Linked DNA regions of Sus scrofa: all the other regions are linked to region 1. Evidence: chromatin contacts called from public Hi-C, HiChIP or PLAC-seq and promoter capture Hi-C data. All regions are on one chromosome and are shown on one strand. The core of a region is the stretch at or near the end of the contact, and the rest is flanking DNA. Distances in the headings are between cores, read along the strand shown. Region 1 holds the start of ADAMTSL4 (ADAMTS-like protein 4). Region 2 holds the start of PRUNE1 (protein prune homolog). Region 3 holds the start of CERS2 (ceramide synthase 2). Region 4 holds the start of ANP32E (acidic leucine-rich nuclear phosphoprotein 32 family member E). Region 5 holds the start of CDC42SE1 (CDC42 small effector 1).

Evidence for each region. Promoter capture Hi-C pulls out the DNA fragments that hold promoters and counts their contacts. Hi-C and Micro-C count contacts between places; a contact is called where the count stands out from the background. HiChIP or PLAC-seq counts read pairs in DNA pulled down with a chosen protein or histone mark.
Region 2: a contact with region 1 is called in an H3K27ac HiChIP or PLAC-seq map of alveolar macrophages. The contact joins the promoter of PRUNE1 here to the promoter of ADAMTSL4 in region 1. A contact is called at or near these places in 2 of 47 Hi-C or Micro-C datasets (embryonic fibroblasts and epiblast stem cells) and 2 of 2 datasets of contacts at active chromatin or transcription factors (alveolar macrophages and skeletal muscle).
Region 3: a promoter capture Hi-C map of fetal skeletal muscle shows a contact between it and region 1, with 5 times the contacts expected there. The contact joins the promoter of CERS2 here to the promoter of ADAMTSL4 in region 1. A contact is called at or near these places in 3 of 5 promoter capture datasets (fetal liver, fetal skeletal muscle and liver), 4 of 47 Hi-C or Micro-C datasets (embryonic fibroblasts, epiblast stem cells, liver and 1 more) and 2 of 2 datasets of contacts at active chromatin or transcription factors (alveolar macrophages and skeletal muscle).
Region 4: a contact with region 1 is called in a Hi-C map of embryonic fibroblasts, with 2.3 times the contacts expected there. The contact joins the promoter of ANP32E here to the promoter of ADAMTSL4 in region 1. A contact is called at or near these places in 1 of 5 promoter capture datasets (fetal liver) and 1 of 47 Hi-C or Micro-C datasets (embryonic fibroblasts).
Region 5: a contact with region 1 is called in an H3K27ac HiChIP or PLAC-seq map of alveolar macrophages. The contact joins the promoter of CDC42SE1 here to the promoter of ADAMTSL4 in region 1. A contact is called at or near these places in 1 of 47 Hi-C or Micro-C datasets (embryonic fibroblasts) and 2 of 2 datasets of contacts at active chromatin or transcription factors (alveolar macrophages and skeletal muscle).

The regions. Positions count from the first base shown.
Region 1 is chr4:98,587,145-98,591,198 of Sscrofa11.1, forward strand. ADAMTSL4 (ADAMTS-like protein 4) reads right to left here and starts at 2,111. Exons shown (of 19, transcript XM_013997190.2): 1 at 1,946-2,111; 2 at 1,361-1,434.
Region 2 is chr4:98,216,885-98,220,520 of Sscrofa11.1, forward strand. PRUNE1 (protein prune homolog) reads right to left here and starts at 1,978. Exons shown (of 9, transcript XM_013997183.2): 1 at 1,849-1,978; 2 at 65-135. MINDY1 (ubiquitin carboxyl-terminal hydrolase MINDY-1) reads left to right here and starts at 1,732. Exons shown (of 10, transcript XM_001929665.7): 1 at 1,732-2,458.
Region 3 is chr4:98,248,606-98,252,800 of Sscrofa11.1, forward strand. CERS2 (ceramide synthase 2) reads left to right here and starts at 2,168. Exons shown (of 11, transcript XM_005663490.3): 1 at 2,168-2,320.
Region 4 is chr4:98,847,669-98,851,696 of Sscrofa11.1, forward strand. It overlaps ANP32E (acidic leucine-rich nuclear phosphoprotein 32 family member E), which reads left to right and starts at 1,446. Exons shown (of 7, transcript XM_021089919.1): 1 at 1,446-1,884. The coding sequence starts at 1,831.
Region 5 is chr4:98,170,288-98,174,443 of Sscrofa11.1, forward strand. CDC42SE1 (CDC42 small effector 1) reads left to right here and starts at 2,381. Exons shown (of 5, transcript NM_001190193.1): 1 at 2,381-2,439. MLLT11 (myeloid/lymphoid or mixed-lineage leukemia; translocated to, 11) reads right to left here and starts at 1,387. Exons shown (of 2, transcript NM_001244607.1): 1 at 1,232-1,387.

The DNA.
Region 1 (4,054 bases), core at 861-3,360:
TCCTTCTGGAACCCTCAAGCACATCTCTGCCTGCCTCAAATGCTTTTCAGCCAAGGGATAAACTAAATGGGCTGATGGTTTAATCTCTAGAGAAGCAAGTGATTTTTCCCACTGAGACTTCACCTCCCTCTGGGGGCTGGCGTCCAGCCCTGGATCAGTGAGGGCTTACTTCAGGCGAGATTCTGATGGGCTTGGAGAACCTGGGAAGGGGAGATGCAGCTAGAGATGTCGTTGCTCCCCAGTCCCGCATTGGTCTATCTTCTGAAGAGCTGGGAAGTCCATCCTGAAGTCTAGCCTTGATCATCTGGGAAGCAGAACTTAGTCCCCTGGTCTAAGCCTGACTCTTCCACCGCTCCCCCTTGCCCCCCAACCCCTTCCTGCTCACAGTGAGGCCTTTCCACCCCCACTCCTCAGGCTGCTTGGAGCTCTGCTTTCCAGGAAAAAAAAAAAAATGTTTCTGTTGGATCTGAAAGGCACCCGGGAGAGGAATCCAAGGAGCTAATGCCGAGGTGGGCCAGCTCAGGGGCAGGAAAATGACAGCGGGAAGGGCAGGAATGTGCTTGGGGGTAGCAACTCCCAGCCCGCACTCCCCTCCCTGAGACCCCAGGACTTGGGAAGTTGAGGGAGGGGTCGCAGTGGTTGAGCCCGAGCTGCAGGGTCTCTTCAGCTCCTTGGGGTTGGGAAGGGGTTGCTGATGTCTGCTCCTTCCCTTGGCTGGGCTGGCCACTGAGGTCAGCAACTCCACCCTGATGGGGGATCGGGTAGGGGCTCCAGAGAAGGGCCAACGTTCCACCCAAGCCTTCAGCTCTCTGCCTGCCTCTCACTGGAGGGAGGTTGAAGGGAAGGAGAGATGGGGTGATGGTCACTGTCTACCCCTTCTTGCTGCCAGGCCCCTCTCCAATCCCTCTCTGCTTCTGCTCGCAGCTACCCCAGGTCTGTATCTTGCTTTCTCTCTCCATGGGTCTACCCAGTACACATAATCCTGTCCTGAGCTGAGTTTGGCTTTGGCAGTTCCCTGGAGAAGTGAGGGGTGGGGGGTGGGGTGACGTGAGCTCCTGGGGCCATGGCCAGGCCTGGCTCCCTCTCTGGAAAAGTCCTACCCCACCTCCTGCATAGCTGGGCAGGGGGCCGACACCCCCTCCACTGCGGAAACAGACACACATTTGTGTTTTTCACCCTTTTCATGTTCCTCATCTGGTGTGTCTCACCGCCCAGGGTGAGGAAAGGAGAGGTCAGAAGTGGTCACCCTTGGGCCAGGCTAACATTGGTCTAGACGAACCTGGGCTCCTCCCGGCCACACCTCCACACTGGCCAGTGAAGATTAAGGAGAGACTAACCCCTTCACCCCCAGGGGACCCACCTCTGGGAAATGGGTGCCACGGAGGGGCAGGAGGCTGGACAGCAGGTTCCAGGGCTGGCTGGAGAGTCCCTATGCTGAGAGAAAACACTTTGGTTCTCCTTGCACCTTCCACTCCTGAGTGAGGGAGGCCCAACCCGACAGGTGTCCTTCCTTTCCAATCAGGCTGAGTTTGATCACGGGCACCCACCAGCACCCCTCCCATCGTCCCTATCCCCCAACTCCAGGGCCAAAGGACGGGGGTGGAGGGTGGGATACACATCCTCCAGGAGCACCCTTTCAGATGAGGGCAGGTGGCGCCCGGCGCATGCCGCGAGGTCCTGCGTATGTTTTCCGACTTTATGACTTAGTAGGAATTTTGGCCGGGTGACGGGGCCAGCGTTCCAAGGGATCAGACCCCCTCCCCAGGAATCCGGCCCCAGGGACTGGAAGATCTTCCGAGGCTCTAAGAGCTGGGGCCGGGGTCGTGGCTGGGGCGCGACCCTGGGGAGCAGGGAACTCGGGTGGCGCGGGCGCGCAGGGCCGGTGGTCTAACGGGACCTGGGAGAGAGGGCAGCCGGGGCCAGGGGTCCCAGGGAAGGTCTGTACCTGCTCTTCGAGGCCCCGGCGGCCCGTTAACCCCTCTGCGCCCGGGCGCTCTCTCGAGACAGCTTTGCTCCGCGGCGGCCACGGCGGCCCTTGAGCCGGGCTCCGGACTCTGCCGCCTCCGGCCGCGGCTCCGCCCCCGCCACGCCCCCTCTCCGCCCCCACTCCGCCCTCCCGCCACGCGCCCGGCCCGCGCCCCTCGCCGGCCCCCGGGTCTGGGCGGCCCACCCCGAGCCCCCGGCTCGCTAAGGCCACCCACCCAGAGTAGCGGGACTAGCTACTCCCGCCCGGCGCCCGCCGACGGCTCGAGGGGGCGAAGCCGAAGGGGTCCCAGCCCTGTTCGAAGACAGCCATCGCCCCCGGGCACTGTCTCCCGGCCTGGCTGCGGCTCGGGACTCCGGGACCCGGGCCTCCCAGCCGGCTCCGAGTGGGCGGTGCGAGTGCTGCGCCTGCCCTGGCGGGGCGGCCGCGAGGGGCGCCAAGGGGCTGGGTGGTTCCTGTACACCAGCGGCGTGGACGAGCCTCTGGGCCCAGATCTGGGCACTGCTGGGCCGAGATAGACCCGCACGATCCCAGATGCCCCATCGGCGGAGGCCCTCTCCTCCACGCAGCCTCTGGTGCAAGCACACTCTCATCCCTGCCTCTCCCACGTTTGGCTGTGAACCATGTGGTTCTGGCTGCTCAGGGGACCTCTATGAGCCTCGGTTTCTTCTTTTTCTTCTTCTTCTTCTTTTTTTTTTTTTTTTTTTTTCTTCTTTTCTTTTTTGGTCTTTTTAGGGCCACACCAGGGGCATAGGGAAGTTCCCAGGCTATGGGTATAACCAGAGCTGCAGTCCCGGCCAACACCACAGCAACGCAGGGATCCGAGAAGCTTCTGAACCTATGCCACGGCTCATGGCAAGACCAGATCCTTAGCCCGCTGAGCGACGCCAGGGATCGAACCCACATCCTCATGGATACTTGTTGGATTGATTACCGCTGAGCCAGGAGGGGAACTCCAAGCCTAGGTTTCTTCATCCATAAAATTTGACACACAGGGCATAGCGGGAGGAATGCGCTGACTTAGGAGTCAGACGATTTAGATTTGAATCTCTGCTCCAGGACTTGTCAGCTCTGTGGTCTTGGATGAGTACTTCAAACTTTCTGTGCTGCAGTTTCCTCATCTGTAAAATGGGCTTATCTGATTCATATGACAGGCTTGGAGATACGTCTGTCTATTTATGGAAGAATACATCCCAGACTCAAAATTGGAGACAATACCTGGGGAGGGGTTGTGGGGTTAGGAGGCTGTCACTCTATGCTTATATGTTTTTGAATTTTTAACCATGAGCATTATCTATGTCATTAGTTAAAAACAAAGAAAAATAATATATACAAAATGGCTGACAGTAGATAACAAATGGACACTACGATTTAAATTTTTATTTGCCATTTATTCATCAACCGCAGTCGTGTATTATTGAGTCTATTCAGTTTGTTTGTTTGCTGTATTTTTTTGCTTTTTCTAGGGCCACTCCCTCGGCATATGGAGGTTCCCAGGCTAGGGGTCTAATCAGAGCTGTAACCGCAGGCCTACACCACAGCTCATGGCACCGAGCAAGGCCAAGAATCAAACCCGAAACCTCATGGTTCCTAGTTGCATTTGTTAACCACTGTGCCACCACTGGAACTCCTGTTTGTTTGTTTTTGTTTGTTTGTTTGTTTCTTTTTGTCTTTTTGCCATTTCTTGGGCCGCTCCCACGGCATATGGAGGTTCCCAGGCCTAGGGGTCGAATCGGAGCTGTAGCTGCCTGCCTATGCCAGAGCCACAGCAACGCAGGATCCGAGCTGCGTCTGCGACCTACACCACAGCTCACGGCAACGCTGGATCGTTAACCCACTGAGCATGGTTCCTAGTCGGATTCGTTAACCACTGTGCCACGACGGGAACTCCTGTTTGCTTTTTAAGGCTGCACCTGAAGCATATGGAAGTTCCCAGGCTGGGGTCAAATCGGAGCTGCAGCCGCCAGCCTACACCACAGCCACAGCAACGTAGGGCTCCTATTCAGTATTTATTATTTATTTATTTATTTATTTATTTATTAGTATTCATTTATTTATTTCAGTATTTTT
Region 2 (3,636 bases), core at 728-3,227, 370 kb before region 1:
CCACGGAATCCGACGTCGCCCCGCCCCCAGAGACAGAAGCCGAGTTCTGCGCCCAGAGACTCACGGGAAGCGCGAAGCGGGTGGTGGTGGTGCAAGGCGTCCTGGGAAATGTAGTCCCAAAACTCCAAAACGGCCCTAAGAATTGAGGGAAGGAGAATTTTCTGAGATCGCTTATTTGACACACAAGTGTAAATGCGTCACATAAACTTTGTGGCATCTGAATTTTCCCTCTTGAGTCAGATTAAGTATAGCATCTTTCTATCTATATATTACACTGACCATCTGGTTGACATTTTAAATCACACTGGGCAAAAACGGCTTTTCAACTTTCTCGAATTCTCTACTTTAACAAACGGTCCCATTGCAATCACAATTTTGTGATTATCCATGTTATAAAAATATTGGAATATGAAAACATCGTAATAATCTTTGGCCTCTCTTCTTAATTCCTACAGCCTCTTGCCAACTCCAGTTGCTGCCATTACAACTCTATAGCCTCTTTTTTTCTATAGCGTCAGCAAATTCTCTTTCTTTTTCCGGACTGTTGTAACTTGGGTTTCTGCTCACCTGCCTCCCTAATTGTTCCAAATGCCCCTGCAGCCTTCAGAGTTGTTTGAAGTTTCATCCTGGAGCAGCCATGTAAGTAGAGCTTGGGGGAACCTTTCAGAATGTAGAGTTGGGTTCCAACCACATTTAACTACCACCTTCCAGCCCCAGGGTAGTGCAGAATACTGCAGAAAATGTGCTTTTTTTTTTTTTTTTTTGTCTTTTTGCCTTTTCTAGGGCCGCTTCCTGTGGCATATGGAAGTTCCCAGGCTAGGGGTCTAATCGGAGCTGTAGTCGCCGGCCTACGCCAGAGCCACAGCAACATGGGATCTGAGCCTTGTCTGTGACCTACACCACAGCTTAACCCACTGATCAAGGCCAGGGATCGAACCCGCAACCTCATGATTCCTAGTCGGATTCGTTAACCACTGTGCCACAATGGGAACTCCGTGATAAATGTACTCTTTTCATCAAATGTTCCCTCATTTATTAATGAATCCCTTTGTTTCCTACCACCAACCTCACACCAGTTTTTCCTGCTCCCCAAGCTCGGAATTGAGAGGAGGTGATAGATGAGAAGCTGAGGCCTGTGGTGGGAACAAGGACCGGAGCAGAGGGATATTGAAGCTCCTGCTTGCTCAGCTAGTTTTCTCCCTGCTTCACTCTTCCCAGAGCCTGGGGCTTCTTACACACCCTCTCTGCACTACCAGGGGCATAGCCCAACTGGTTTCTAGACTAAAAAAGTGAGCAAATACGTGTATGTGTTACTGGGTCACCTTGCTGTGCAGCAGAAAATTGACAGAACACTGTAAATCAGCTATAATGGAAAAAATAAAAATCATTATTAACTATAAAAAAAAAAAGTGAGGGAGTTTCTGTTGCGGTGCGGCGGAAACGAATCCGACTAGGGACCATGAGGTTGCGGGTTCGATCCCTGGCCTTGCTCCGTGGGTTAAGGATCCTGGCATTGCCGTAGGCTGTGGTGTAGGTGGCAGATGCAGCTCAGATCCTTTGTTGCTGATCTGATTAGATCCCAGCCTGGGAACTTCCATGTGCCGCAGGTGCGGCCCTAAAAAACAAAAAACAAACAAAAAAGAGATATAGTAAGGATTTTGAAAGGATAAGGATTTTTCACTTTAAATGAGTAATTATGCTAATATCACGCTGTCTGGCCTGCCTCTGTGGATCCAGAGCAAAGGACTTTTGTACCTAGAGAGAAAGCCCAGATCCAACAAGCTGCTGCTGTCCGGCCCTGCTCCTCCTCCCCACTCAGCAAGGGCCCTTGCTTTTCCCTCTTCTCACCAGAGAGGCACAAGCGCTCCGTCCCTTCCAGCGGCAGGCGGAGGGAGGAGAAAGGGTCTGTTGTTTTTCTCTCCTGTTTCTCTCTCTCTCACTGCTGATCACCAAGCTGCTGACCAGGTCAGAAAGCCCTAATGGAAATCCTCCAGTGCTGGCCTGGCTCCTCCTCCTCCCAGAAGCTTGTCCTTGACTGATTTTTCTTTGTCCCGACGGGAAAGAGAGAGAGAGAGAGAGAGAAAGAAGAAAAAAGAAAACCCACAAACTTCCTTTGAAAACCAGCTCGCTAGACTGGGCCTGGAGCGCACGCCCTAGACTCGGCGACTCAGAAATCCTGGAGACGCTCTGAGCGACCTGGGAGTACCTGGGCTGCACTCCTGCCGGTCTCCACCCTCTTCCAGTGCCCCCGGCCGGCCGTGGGCGTGAGTCCGGAAGTGGCCACCATCCGGCCAAGACTGCTGCGCACAAACCCGTGTAAACCTGTGCGAGCTCTGGCTTTGACAGCTGGAAGGCAGCTGGGAGTGTGGTGGCGCCCCTCACTGCACCCACCTGCCCCATCGTATTGCCAGAGCTGCACCCTCCTTCTGTGTCCTGGAACAGCACCCACTTCTTTAAGGTAAAAACTTTGAACCATTTCCTTCACCTCTTCTCCTAATCCCCAGTCCTCTGTTTCCTCTTTAGCCCTGGGGAGGTGACACTGACTGTTCTTCCACGTTGGGTCTCTACACGTTTAGATTTTGAGAGGCGTTCAGGCAGAAGGAATATGTAAAAGACGCTGCTTGGGTCCCTGTATTTCTTCCTTTTAATGACACCTTCCCCCTCTCCCTTGCTAGCACGTAGACAAGGCACCGTCGTTGACTTAACTCTGAGGAGAACTTCTAAACCATTAGTTCTGTGACGATTTGCATCAGAGCGAGAAAGAGATTAGAGGGGGACAGTAAAGCACTTGAGGGGAGAGTAAAGTTCCTAGGGAGTGCGGGTGGGGGGCGTCTTGTGGAAGCTGGGTACCAGTTGTATATGCTTCTTCCAACTTTTGGCTACTTACTGCCGCTGGCTAGGGGTGGGTCTGGGCTGCTTTACCTCTCACTCACCACCAGAGGATAATTCCAGCTGGAGAAAATGTGTTGGATTTAAGAGGAAAAAGAAAGAGAAATCCTGATTTGTTTGAGTACCTGTGCTCCCTCATTCTCTCCTGCTCTGAAGGAGCACCAGGCAGGTACCTTGAAGAGGAGAAATTCTCCATCACGCTTCCTGCCTCTATTCTGAAGACTTAGCCCATCCAACTTTGCCCAGTTTCTCTGAGACCCAGCTTCCTCCGGTGTCCAGCTCCTGGGTTCTTTTGGTTTACCTGTCTGGCCAGCTAGCTGCCCAGCCCCCACTTAATTATTGATCTTTTCTTTTCTTCCCTGTTTTTCTCTAAGCTTTAAAAAAAGTGTTCCCAGGCTCTTGTTTCTGCTTCCCAGGCTCATCCTAAGTGTCATTTGGGAAAGGAGGAAAAAGAAGACAGAGAGAGAAAAAAAAAAGTGTCAGGCCTGCAGGCAATTTTTGCTATACTCTGATTCTTCTAAATTAACAACATGTAAATGAGATGCAGATAGCATAAATTATATTTGAATCAGGAGGATGATCAATTTGGGTGACTAGGCTTATTTTGGTGACTTTTATATTCTTCAGCTTCACTTCCCAGGCTTTACCCTAGCCCTAAATTCCTGCCAGATTGCAAGGGATTGCAAGAGGAAGCATAGTCTCAGGTTAGGAGGAAGCAAGAGAAAAGATTTCTAGCAAGTTTAATTT
Region 3 (4,195 bases), core at 918-3,417, 340 kb before region 1:
ATGGATGCTAGTCAGATTTGTTTCTGCTGAGCCACAATGGGAACTCCTGCAATCGGATTCTTAATCCACTGTGCCAGAGTAGAAACTTCTATTTTTCCTTTTGTTATGAAACTTTTTCTCCCCAGAATTCCTGGTAACTCAATCTCTCTGCTCCTGTACTAGCCAAGCTCTACTCTTTTACCCAAAGTGGCTTCTGTGTTGTGGAAGCCAGCCCCACCTGGGAAGACTAAGACCTATTTTCCACAATGGAGGATCCACGTCTTTGCTTGTCCCAGAAGCCTGCTCAGATACCTAATTCCCAGGCTGAAGACCTGATGGTGTCCTCTGCCTCAGGACACCTCAGCAGCCCTTACAGAGGAAGTGAGTCAGGCAGGCAGCTTAGGGCACTTGTGGGCATGGGTGTGGCCATGCCACCCCAGGGCGGTGGGTGGAGGATGGGTCAGAAGAGCAATGATCAAAATCTCCTGGTGCAAGTGAGGCAGAGTGAAAGAGTGTGAGTGAGTGTGAGTGTGTTTGTGTTTGGAAACTGGTACCATCATTCTACTGCTGCCTGAGGCCCAGTTTTGCCTCCTCCTTTGTCTCTGGGGGAGGGGACACCCTGTTATCTTTATTTTTCAGGCCATGACTATTCAGCTTCTGCCCCAAACTTCTGCTCCCCCTGCTATCTTAAAAGAAAGTTAACTGGTCTTCAGTCCTCTGAGGAATCATTTTAAAAGACTGGTGGGACTTTGGGAAAGCCTGGCATCTAGGAAAACTGCCTGAGAAAAAGGGTTTAGAAAGTAAAAGGTTTGAACCAAGTAGGACAGACATGGGGCGGGAGTAGAGAGCTTACTCAAAGTTTAGCCAGGGCCCAAAGAGGAGACACTGGAACCCTGCTGGAAAAGGGAATCTGGGGAAGGCACGTAAGAAAGGTAGAGAGAGGAGTTTCCATTGTGGCACAGTGGTTAACGAATCAACTAGGAATCATGAGGTTGCGGGTTCGATCCCTGCCCTTGCTCAGTGGGTTAAGGATCCGGCGTTGCCGTGAGCTGTGATGTAGGTTGCAGACTCAGCTCGGATCCTGTGTGGCTGTGGTGTAGGCCGGTGGCTACAGCTCCGATTAGACCCCTAGCCTGGGAACCTCCATATGCCATGGGAGTGGCCCTAGAAAAGGCAAAAAAAAAAAAAAAAAAAAAAAAAAAAAAAAGGTAGAGGGAGGAGGTCCTCCTGGGGCTCAGTGGGATCAGTGGCATTTTGGGAGCACTGGCACGCAAGCACAGTGGGCTAAGGATCCAGTGTTGTGACAGCTACAACTGCAGGTTGGATGTGACCTCTGGATATGTTGGATATGCCACAGGGCGGCCAAAAAAGGGGGGAGAAAAGGTAGAGGGAACCGTGGAATTGGGAGATTGAGGGAGGGGCAGTAACAGTAGGGAAGGGGTAGCCGGATATGGTATGCTAATATGATATGCTATTAAAGGAGTTTAGCCTGGGGCAAAGGAATAAAGGGCTAGAGTGGTTGTTGGGAACTGGAAAACCGGGCTAAAGAAGGCTGAAGAGTCCAGGGAATGGACCAACAGGTCTGAATTCCCTAGTGGTAGGTTGGCATGGGCTGGGGCCTCTCACCGCAAAGAGCAAAGGAAATGTTTGGAGGTCAGCTTCTGCCTCCTTCTCCAGAAAGAGCCTTAAGCAAGGGTCTCAAACTGGATTAGTGAGGTCATACATTCTTTCTTAACAGAACTGTCAAAGCCCCTGAACTTGACTAGATAAACTTTGAAACCAGCCACTGTCAGAGGTTCTAATTGTGACAGTATAAAAAGCACCATTTCATTACCGTAAAGAATTCAATTACCTCTACTTAGGGGGCCCTCTCTAAACAAACCCTTAGACACATTTTGGTCACACTCTGTCCTCTGTACGAATCAAGGCCAATTTTGTAGGATAAACATTTTGCATCTTCCTGAAACATTGCTTTTACCAGACTAAGGGAAAAACATTTTACAATATGAATTTAAATACGGATAAACGTGGTCTAGATGGCAAACTCGAACGCATTTTACATTAAAAAGTTGGAGGTTGGCTCCTTCAGAGTCTACTACAGGAGGGTATGTGTACCACTGCGGGTAGGTTTTAAACAGCACTGGGTGGAAACGCTGTGGGTTTTACGGCGGGCTGGGGCGGGGGACGCCCTAGGGGTAGCGGGCTCCGCGCTGGAAGGACAGCGGAATCTCGAGGGCCCGCTGCCTGGGTCGGCCTTGGCGAGGCGCTCGGCCTCGGCGCGCGGCACTTGGAAAGGACTCTCAGGGGCTGCGCCCCCTCCTGCCTCCCAGTAGGGCTGGAGGTGAGAAGTGTGGCAGTCGGTCGCGCAGAGGGAACCGGGGGCTGCAGCCGGGTGCAGGTCGGGGACCGCAGTTGGGGGTGGCCGGGGTGGGGTGGGGCAGGGGCAATACCGCTCTGCGGTCCCCGGTCTGTCCCGCGGTTCCCCAGGGCTACATCTAACCTTTAACGGAGAGACAAGGGGCTGGGAGAGAACCCACACTGCCTGCCCTCATCGGGGGGCTTCTCCCTCGATGCCAGGATGCCAGTGGGCGCGGCTGCAGAACCCGCGCCGCAAGGGCTCGGGTCCCCGGGCCGGGAAGGGGGCGGCGGCAGGCGGCGGGGGCTGGGCGCGGCTGCCCCGCGCGGAGGCCCGGGCCCCTCCGCCCGCCCTTCTCTCCCTTTCCGTCGCCGGGCCGCAGGCCCACGCCCAGTCTCCCGGCTCCTGTGTTGCTCGCGGCCTTTCTTTCCCGGGCTGGCTGGCTGGGCTCGCACTCAGCTCGGCTGGGCTCGGCGGGCGGCGGGCGGAGGAGGAAGGAGGGAGGGAGCGAGCGGGCAGGCGGGCGGGCGGAAGGGGGAGGAGAGGAGCGAGCGGAGCCAGTTCGGAGGGGGCCCGGAGCTCGGACGAGAAGAGAGACGGAGCAGCGGCTCCCGGCCGGGCCAGCTCCGCGACGCCGCCGCCGCCGCCGCCGAGTGAGTCGGGACCCCAGCCCGGGAGCCCGAGGCGCCGCGCGCAGGGGTGGGGCGGGACGAGGCCCGGAAAAGTTGCGAGAACTGGGGGCCGCGCGGACGCGGCTCGGCGGACTGGGCCCGGTGGGGAAGGGAGCGGGCTGAGGAGGGCAGAGGGGCCCGGGGGCACACCCTCGGGCGGCCGGGCGCGGGGCGCCGCCGCGGGCTCGGGGCCTCTGCCCGGCGCGCTCATGGCGGCCGGCCTGGGGAGGGCGGGCCGGAGCGCCTCGCGGGAGCGGCCGGGCCCCCAGCGCCGCCCGAGGGCAGACTGGCCGGGCGCCTGGGCGCGCCGCCCGGAGCCCGGAGGAGCCCTCCTGGGCAACAGGTATGGAACAGGAGGTGGGGCCGCGGGGCCGCTAGCGGACGGCGGAGCCCCTTTGTTGGAAAGTAGAGAAGCCCGGGGATCACTTGCGCGAGAGCCCTCTGCCTGGCAGCCGGCCCGCGCGGCGTGGCCCCTGCCTGGCTCTGACGGCCCCATGGCTAGAGTGGGAGGAGGGCGGAGGGTCTTGCTGTTCTTTCTTACCCGCCTACTGTGCCCAGTCCGGGAGGGAGGTCAGAACGTCCATGTGCTTTACGTGAAACAGGAAGGAGTGGCTCTGAGTTTCTGCCCCGGCCACCCCAAGGCGAAGGCTCCTATACCGTTATGGGGCGTGTGGGCTGGGGAGGGGGAAGCCACTGGAGAGACTGGTTTTCTGGGCCTCGACTCGCTAATTACTGGCCCGGAGGCTCACTGGCTAGTAGGTTAATTGCAGGTGTGTGGTACTAATTGTTGGCCTGAATTTAGGGGTTCACTCTCCCCAAGCCGGGCTCTTAGCAGCAAAATCTGGTCTCAGGCACCTGAGTTGCTAGGTGCAGGAGTCAGGAGGTTCTGAGGATCCTTGAGGAAAGGCATGAGCTCCTTTTCCCAGAGAATTGTATCAGAGAAGGCCTCCAGCAGGCAGTCATTCCAAATCTGTGTTGGAGGGGTTGGTGTCCCATACCAGAGTCCAGGTGACTGGGCCTAATGTGAGCTGACAGCACTTGTGATGGGACTAGACTGCAGCCTCCTCCCTCAGGGCCTGGCCCTAATCATACAGTGACCTGCACAGACTCTCTGTTCTGAAGAGAGAGTTCCTTGTCTTTCTTGGTACCCCACAATCCACTCCCTTCACTGGGGCCTCTGGCCAGCTAT
Region 4 (4,028 bases), core at 196-2,695, 260 kb after region 1:
TACTAAAATATGCTTCCAGATTTCTTTGTAGCCCCTTTTCTCCTTCTCTTGTTTTTTCGTTTTTGACTCTTCCTTGAACTTTTCCTCAGTTCATTTTGGTTCAGTTTTATATCATCCTGGCTTCCTCTGGCCTGTATTCAAGCAAGCAAACAAACAAAATAGACCAACTCCAAATACTCACTCTCCCCCCACCCCCACTTATACCAAAAGTAAAATACCCCATTTTATACCAAAAACTCTCCCTTTCCCCCTTTGTTTTCATCCTCACAAAATTTCCTTTTCAGGGAATTCAAAGGAAACACTTGGCAAGGAAAAGGCAATCACTATTTCGTTTTCCTTTAAAGTATTTAGCATGCCAAATACAAAATATTTACATTTTAAATGTAAGCCCCTTTGAGGAGCTGTGTGTCTGTGTGGGAGGAGGGGTGACAGTGGAGTGGTTAGAAGTGTGTTCAGAAACCCTAAGGTCTCTAACATAAGAAAGTGGGAAAATAGCACACACTCAGCGCTGGGCAAGGTAGGAATAATAATTCACCCACTTCCTTCCCCAAATCTTCTGGAATACCTTTGGGTATTTATCCTGAGAAAGGTGTAAGGGAATGGAAAAGACAGAATGTAAGCAAGAACTAAGAAAAGCTAGACTTTCAAGAAAAGAAAAAAAATCACTCTTATCCCGGTTTTATATTCTACATTGACAGACTTTTAAAAGCACATTTAAACTACAGATTTCCATGGAAACCAACCAGAGGGATTTTAGAAAGGAGAGGCATTGCTGCACCATTTCTATGCACACTGATGTCTGATTTTCATTGGGCCAGCATTGTTTTCCCTCCAAGGTCTTAGTGTTTATTACAGTAACAATTACCTCAGCAACCATTCCTCCAGGGCAGATTTATTTAAAGGTGCCTAACTTATTCACCCAACTGTTTTCAAAATCATTTAGTCCTTCATGGTGGAAGTTAAACGACCATCTCTACGCTGCTTTGGTTCTGCACCAGAAGCTTATCTTCAGCAGGACAGTGCCACGAAGGCATGCTTTTTATGTGACGTGCACGTTGCTGTGTACCTTGGCTACAAAACAGGAGTGTGCTTTAAAACCGCCAAGAGCCAGTGGGTGCCATGTGCTGAATTATGTCTTGCAACTTCCGCACGTAAGACGGATGCTTTCTTCCTTCCTTTAACGCTAAGAACAAACAAAACAAAAACAAAAACAAAAAGAAATCCAACAGGCTTCAAAACCGTCCGATCGCCTAGGGAAAGCGCGCCAATCACACAAAGAAAAGGAGGGGGGCTACTGGGATTCAAAATCATCTCCCCGGGATGAACATCTTTCTGGGCCTATCGGAGTTAACTGCGCGCTTGGTCGTAGCCAATAGACACAGCGTTTCTGGTTCAGGTCCGCCCTGAAGACTGATAGACATTTATGTAGCCCAGTGGCATAGTGAGATGCTGAAGAATCAACCAATACATTCGGAAGGTGGGTGGAGTATAGGCCAGGGGGTTGGCGGTGCCGTGTCATGGAGGCTCAGTCTCCGAGCAGCCATTGAAGGGGAAGGAACTGCGGGTGTGTGTATGTGTGTGTGCGCGTGTGAGTGCGCGCGCGAGTGTGTGGACAAGGAGGTGGGGGCAGCCGAGTTAAGAGTCCTAACTCCTTGGACTCCATTTGCTATTCTCTTTTTTCTCCCACACACCTATCTGGTGGTGGTGGGCGTTTAAATTTGCTTTTATTTTCATTCATTTTGAAATCTTTTAAAATTTTAGGGTTGGGGGGTAGTGAGAGGCAGGAAAGGGTAAGGGAGGAGAGTAATAGCAGAAAAGCAGGAGTAGGTCATGGAGATGAAGAAGAGGATTAACCTGGAGTTAAGGGACAGAGCCCCGGAGGAGGTGAGATGACTCAGCCCCCTCCCCTTCCCCACCAGCCCTGTATTCGGAGGATGGGGTTTCGGGGGGTCCGGGTGGGTATGTGGGGAGCAGTAATGAATTAACCCCCATCTTGGGTTAGAGCTGGGGGGAAAGGTTTGATTTTAACTTTTAAATCATTAAAATCTTTTACTTAAAATGGCGAAGGGTTTAAGTTTCTAGGGGCGTTTTTGTGCGTGCTTGGGGGCTTAGCCCCTTTCTCCTCTCTTCGAGTCCGGCGTTTTGGCCTCGTGGGGGCGGGAAGCGGAGTCTTGGGGGCCGCTCCGCCTCTTCGCTCCCCGGGTTCCTCCTTCTTGGGGCCGGCTGCGTGGGCGCGACCCCCCAGTCCCACTCGCTTCTGTCGCAGCCATCGTTGTCTGAGAAGTTAGTTCAACTTTTCTGCAGTACTTCCAACTCTTTTTTTTTTTGGAGAGGGGTGCCCCCGGCCTCGAGGCCCCTGGCCGTCCGACGTCCCGCCGGACGCGGGGCTGGGGTCGCTCGCCGGGTCCGTAGACTGCCGGCTGCCGGCGGCGCCCACTCCCCCGGGAAGCACCGCGCGCCGACCGCCGCCAGGCGGAATCTGGGTCAGCGGCCAGTTTCTCCGGCCGCGGGCAAGTTTTGGGACTCGTCGTAGTGACTGGAGGTGGGGAGGGGACACGAGGCTTTATCCTCTTCTTCCCCCCCGCGGTGTAACGAAATTCGGCGTGTCGTGTCGTGCTGGCGGCGACTCCGACTTTGATCCCTGGAGACGGTTTCAGAGAACTCAACAAATGGGTCGTAGGAGTTTCGTGTTTTAAAGATGGGTTCGGCGAAACTAAATGATGCGCTCTTGCAGCTGTCGCTTTAGTTAAAGAGACGGGGTTGGGAGGGGCCACGTGAGGCGGGGTCGTGGTCAACTTTTCGGGGTCGGGCGGGAGGCGTTTCCGCCTCCTTTCCGAGGGCGCGGGATCGGCTTCACCCAGCCCTCCCCGCCAGGGGCGGAGGCACTAGGGGAACGCGGGCTGCGAGGCGACCCCTTTTTTCTTTGGGGAGTCCCCGCCCCTTGTGGGGTTTCCCATCGGTCGGAGCGGCAGGTCGGCGAGAGCGGGGCCGGCGGCCAGCGAGTAACTCGCACTTCTGGTTGCGGAGGAAAACGTCTAAAGCCTTCCTAATTGCGGCCTCTGAAATAAAACCCTAGAATTGCGATAAGAGGGGTATGATTTTTTTCAGCATGAGTGAAGGTGGAGCCTGTGCACAGCAGCATGGAGGATGCGTTGGGTCTGTTGGGTGGGCTATGGCAGCGTGAGCAGGGGGAATCCAAGATCGTTATGAATTTTTTAAAAAGTCTCTGTTTCTCTGAAATTTGGTAGGGGGCAGGGAAGAGGAAAGAGTCACTGCTATCATCCTAGAGATTCCCTTGAGGTTTTTTAGGGCCTACTCTTCAGGAGATTCAGGAAAAGACAAAATCAAAGTTTAAAAAGCTGTGCTGCAGGAACACACATTTCACATGCTCCTTTATGTCTTGGGTTGGAACAGTGAATTTATCTCTCTTCCCCCACTCTTTTACCTGTCCTATCCGTAAGTAAGTAATTTCCTTGCCTGTTTTGGGGCGTGCTGAATGTTGACATTTTGCAGCCTCTCCTTCTTCCCCTGTGGTGTAATAACGGTCTCTTCTGTTTGTATGGCCCTTTACAGTTTGCAAAGCACTCTTCATGTTTATTTACTTTCCTCCCTCCTACAGACTTGTGAGGTGCGTGGTATTGTTCTAGAATCCAAAGTAGCAAACGGAGTCCCAGGGCAGTGAAGTTACTTACTCCAGTGGAAGAACTGGTTTTTTTGACACCTAATCCAGTGGCCCTCTCTCCTCCACTCAGCCCCAGCACATACTCTGTGACTGACCCTCGACAATCATTCTTACCCCCTGGGCCTTGGCTTCCTCATCTTTAAATAGATTTTGATGCCTTCTTTGTTTACTGAAATAATTACATCATGTTTAGAGAAAGTGGTATTCTTTCTCGTTAAATTGTCATTAATTTTTAGGTCTCAAAATACCTCAGACATATTTTTGCATTGAGGATGGAGAGCCAGGATTTCCTGCCTCTCTCTTAAGATTCATTCCATTTAGGCCACACCAGAAAGTTTTGTTCTAC
Region 5 (4,156 bases), core at 1,131-3,630, 420 kb before region 1:
TTAGTAATGAAATTTTTCAATTTAATACAGTATGAATTTAATTCCCAAGTACCCAGATTTTGCATAAGGTCCCTTTTTAGCTAGCTTTCTCTTCCCCAGATATTCTCTACCCATTTCTCATTTACTTATCTTAAAGGGCTTGGACAGTGTCTTGTACCAAAACACATGCTTCATAAATGCTTAGCACTATCCTTCCTTCATTTTAAAGCATTCAGTTATTTTAGGCAAAAGTAATTTCTAAATATCGTCTGTTCTTAGAGATACACAATTAGCAAATACATAGCATGGTGTGGCTCTCTCTGAGCCACACAGACACACCCAAATACCCTTTGTCCAGACCCTCTGTGGGAATCCAGGGCCTACCCAACAGGGCCTTGCTGTGTCATGCTGCCACCAAAGAAGGGAGGACAAGGGATGGTGGTGGAGGGGAATGGAACCTCTCTGGCATCTCATTGTATGTGTCTTATTCTAGGCTTGGATCTTCTTATTAGCCATGTCTTTCCCCCACATATTTCACAGAGAGGCAAATAAGCATTCCTTTTCCAGAATTTGCTCCCTAACTCTTGTGAATTGTATAGATTTCAATATGGGATCAGGCAGTTCTCCAACACAGAGGCCCCTACCTTCCTATTTCAAGCTGCCTCTTTCTTTGGAGCAAAGGTTTGAGAATGGGAGGAGGCTTAAAAGAAAGGTCAGGATTAATCTCCATGTCATCAAATCTCCCCCGCAGAATCCTTCCTACCAAGACGAATAAGTTTGGGGTGAGGGTAGACAAAGCAATGGCACACGACAGAAAAAAAAAAAAAAAGAAAATACAGGGAAGTAGAGGTTAGAGGGACACAGTAGGACAAGAGATTCATCAAAAACCGGGAGAACAAATTACAGCTTAAAAGAAAGATACTAGATAACTAGACTGAAGATAAATAAAAGAAATAATTTTATTATCATCAGGGCAATATAGGCAAATTGATCAATGGAATGAGATAAATGCTGAAAAATAATTACATGTAAATTGTTAGAAATTAATCTAAAGGATTATAAGGCATGGATGGAGATCTTAGCAAAGACATGTAAAACCGTGAACAAATTACTATCTGCTGTTCACAGCGCTGCCTTCTCTCCTCTTGAACTATCCCCCAACCTCATCCTCATTTGGGGTCTTCAGTCTAACTAGAAACAGCTGCTCTTTATCTTTGCAGCCCCCTGGCCCCCCTCCCTCAGTTTACTTTACCTGTTATCGATGAATTATGAGCGTGTTCCAAAGATGGAGGGAGTACCTCGGAGCTCCGGTGTCTGCTCTGGGCTGGAGAAAAAGAAAGCTACTGGGGTTTTGACGGCTTTGTCTTCTCACTCCCTCTCCCTGTTCAGTGACTGAGTCAGTCTGCTCAGTCTCCCCCTGCAATGCAGCCCCTCCTAAGAAGGGCGGAAGGACTTCCCGCCCCCTCCCTGCCTGACTCGGCTAATTCAAATGATAGGTTCCAGAACACGTTAGGGAGGGAGACAGGATTAAAGCATCTCCGTAGGCTCATTGGTCTGCGCAAAGATTCCTGAGCTCTTCCAGCACCCCCATGCTGACTGAGGGTGCAATGAATGAGCAGTCCGTTGTCCTCTACTTTTAGGTCTATAGATTAAATATCTTAACTCTATTGATGGAGGAGAGGAGTGTCCTTTTATTCCCCAATTTGATTTCAGGTTACGAACTGTTTTTGAGAATCAGAAAAATTCTCCATCCTTCCCGATTTGCCTCCCCACCCTCCCGGCGGGTAAATACACCCAGCTCTATTCCATCTGGTATAGGGCACAGGAAGACTGGGGGCTGTGCGTGCTTCTGCAAATCTCTGAAAAAGGTTGGGGCCGGAGGATTTGGGGGCTCCGCTTCCTCTTGCCCCGCAACGTCTGGCGCGCGAAGAGATAGTGCGATTCCGGAGGGTCCAGCTTGGATGCCAGGCCCTCCTCGAGGGTCCACTTTCCCGGGTTCAACCCGCAGGGGCGGCGGCCCCCGGGGGCTTCCGAGGCCCCTCCCACGTCCCTTCACAGAGCAGTGCCTCCTTAGTCCAGAGTGGAGCTGTGCGCCCGGCTCCCAGCCGGACGGGTTTCGTAATCGCGTCGCGGCCGTTTCCGCCCTCGGCCAGCCCCACCTCTGCCGGCCCGCCCTCGGCTCCCCACCGCGCCGAGGAGCGAGCCCGGGAACCCCACATTGGCGGGCACCGAGCGGGGGCCCCCCACCAGCTGCCGGACGCCTGGATGCCGTAGCAGAGCAGGTGAGGACTGGGAGTCGGTCGCTCGGCCGGTGCGCCCCGCCTGCCCAGCCAGGCGGAGACGCACCGGATGCTGGGGGTGGGGGAGAAGGGCGTCCGCGTCTGCCGAGATGCTGGGTCGGTGGCAGAAGGGGTGCGCTCGGTGAGTGACCGTCCCTGTCCACGCTCGGGCGGTGCACAGGTGAGGCCCATGAAGAGTAGAAGGGAAAGAAGGGTCTGGAGTGTTGGGGAGTTGGGAAGAAAGTCTCTTTTGAGACTCAACTAGCCTCAGTGTTGGCTGTGCCGACAAAGTGAAGCGGAGCTGGTCCGGGAGAGTCTAGATCTGAGACAGGCAGCCACGGAAGGCAGTGGCTCAGTTGGAAAGATTCACAGAGAGGTCCCAATCCTAATTCAGCCTCGGGAGGAGCAGAGACTTTCCAGGTAGAGTTGGGGGTGGGGGTGAGCAGAAATGGAATCTATGTCACTGAATATATTGGGAAGGGGGAGTTTTTAGGGCCTAGCTCTGTTTCCTCTTGAGCCTCCCCAAGACCTACCTGGGGAAGGACACAGTTGGTCCTGGGGCAAATGCTTGTCACTTGACTGAAAGATGGGGTTCACCTCTATTTCTCTAGAGCCCCCGCAGCAGCCCTCCATGTCTGGAGGTCTCCATAGGGGACCAGCTGCAGTCCTGGGCTCATAGCCAGAACAGCCCACTCCATTCTCTCAGTTCTCTTTCTCTTTCTCTCCAGCTGCTTCTTGTGAAGGCTTGTCAGGCAGCGGGTTGGAGGCCTTGAGGCTGGAGGCAGCGGGACCGGGAAAACCGGTTTGGGGCTAGAACAGGACCAGGGAACTACCTCTGTACATCCTTCCTCCCTGGAACCTTTCTCCCCACTTCTCACTCCCCAGTAGTTTTAAAGCTCTTAAGCTCCATTGTGACCTTGATGTCTTTCCAGCTCTGCATTTCACCTTACCTACCAGTTCTCTGCACTATTTGGCTGTCAGGATGCGGCCTTACGTGATCTAATCCTGACCCCTGCTGCTGTTTACCCAGCCCCTTCCCCTTTATTGTGGGGTTGAGACAGTGGGTAGTGGGTTCAGGTGCTCTTCCTCCTGGACTTTCCAGTTCAAGACTTGATTTTTCCTCAACCCATTCAAGATATTTTAAAGGAGAGTGGCAGCCAATCACTCTTACTTCCTTTTCTGGCCTTGTTCCCCTCCCCCGTCTCCACCAGCACATTCACCCTGCCCGGTTTTCTCCTCTCACTCACCCCACCCCCAAGTTTCAGAGACCCTTATGTCCTGTGTCCTAGGGAATGGAATTTCCTGGTCACTCCTCATCATTATTGGACATTTCATGCTGAGTCCCACACACAGTCTCCCTCCACCCAGCTCTGGCCAGGTCCCTGGAACAGGAACAGAAATGTCCTTGTTCCCTCCACTGCCCCTTTCCCTCTCTCTCCTCCTCCCCCTCTTCTCTCCTCTCCCTTCCCACCATCCACTTCTGTCCACTCAGCTTCGAGCGGGGTGGGGGTGGGGGCTGCTGGGGGAGAGGTCGGTCTCAGTACGACCATCTGGTAATGTTGGGGGTTTCCTCTGATTCTTCATTGTTTTCTTCACCCCCCTCCCCCCAACCCTTACCACCCGACACCACCACCATCATGACAAACCCTGTGACTGACTGACTGACTTCCCCACTGACCACAGCTCCCCTCTCTGGACAGCTCAGTTCTGACTTCCTCCCTGTCTCCTTACTCCTCTCCTCCGGTGGTGGGAAGGGAAGTAAGAGAAAGCCCAAACTCCTAGGTTCTATCATCCTCCAGATGCTGTATCTCCGTGTTTGTGTGATCTCCCCTCAAGGCTGAGAAAAAGCTCTCTCAGTCCTTAGATCAGTCTAGGGTGCCGGAGTATGAGGGTTCCAG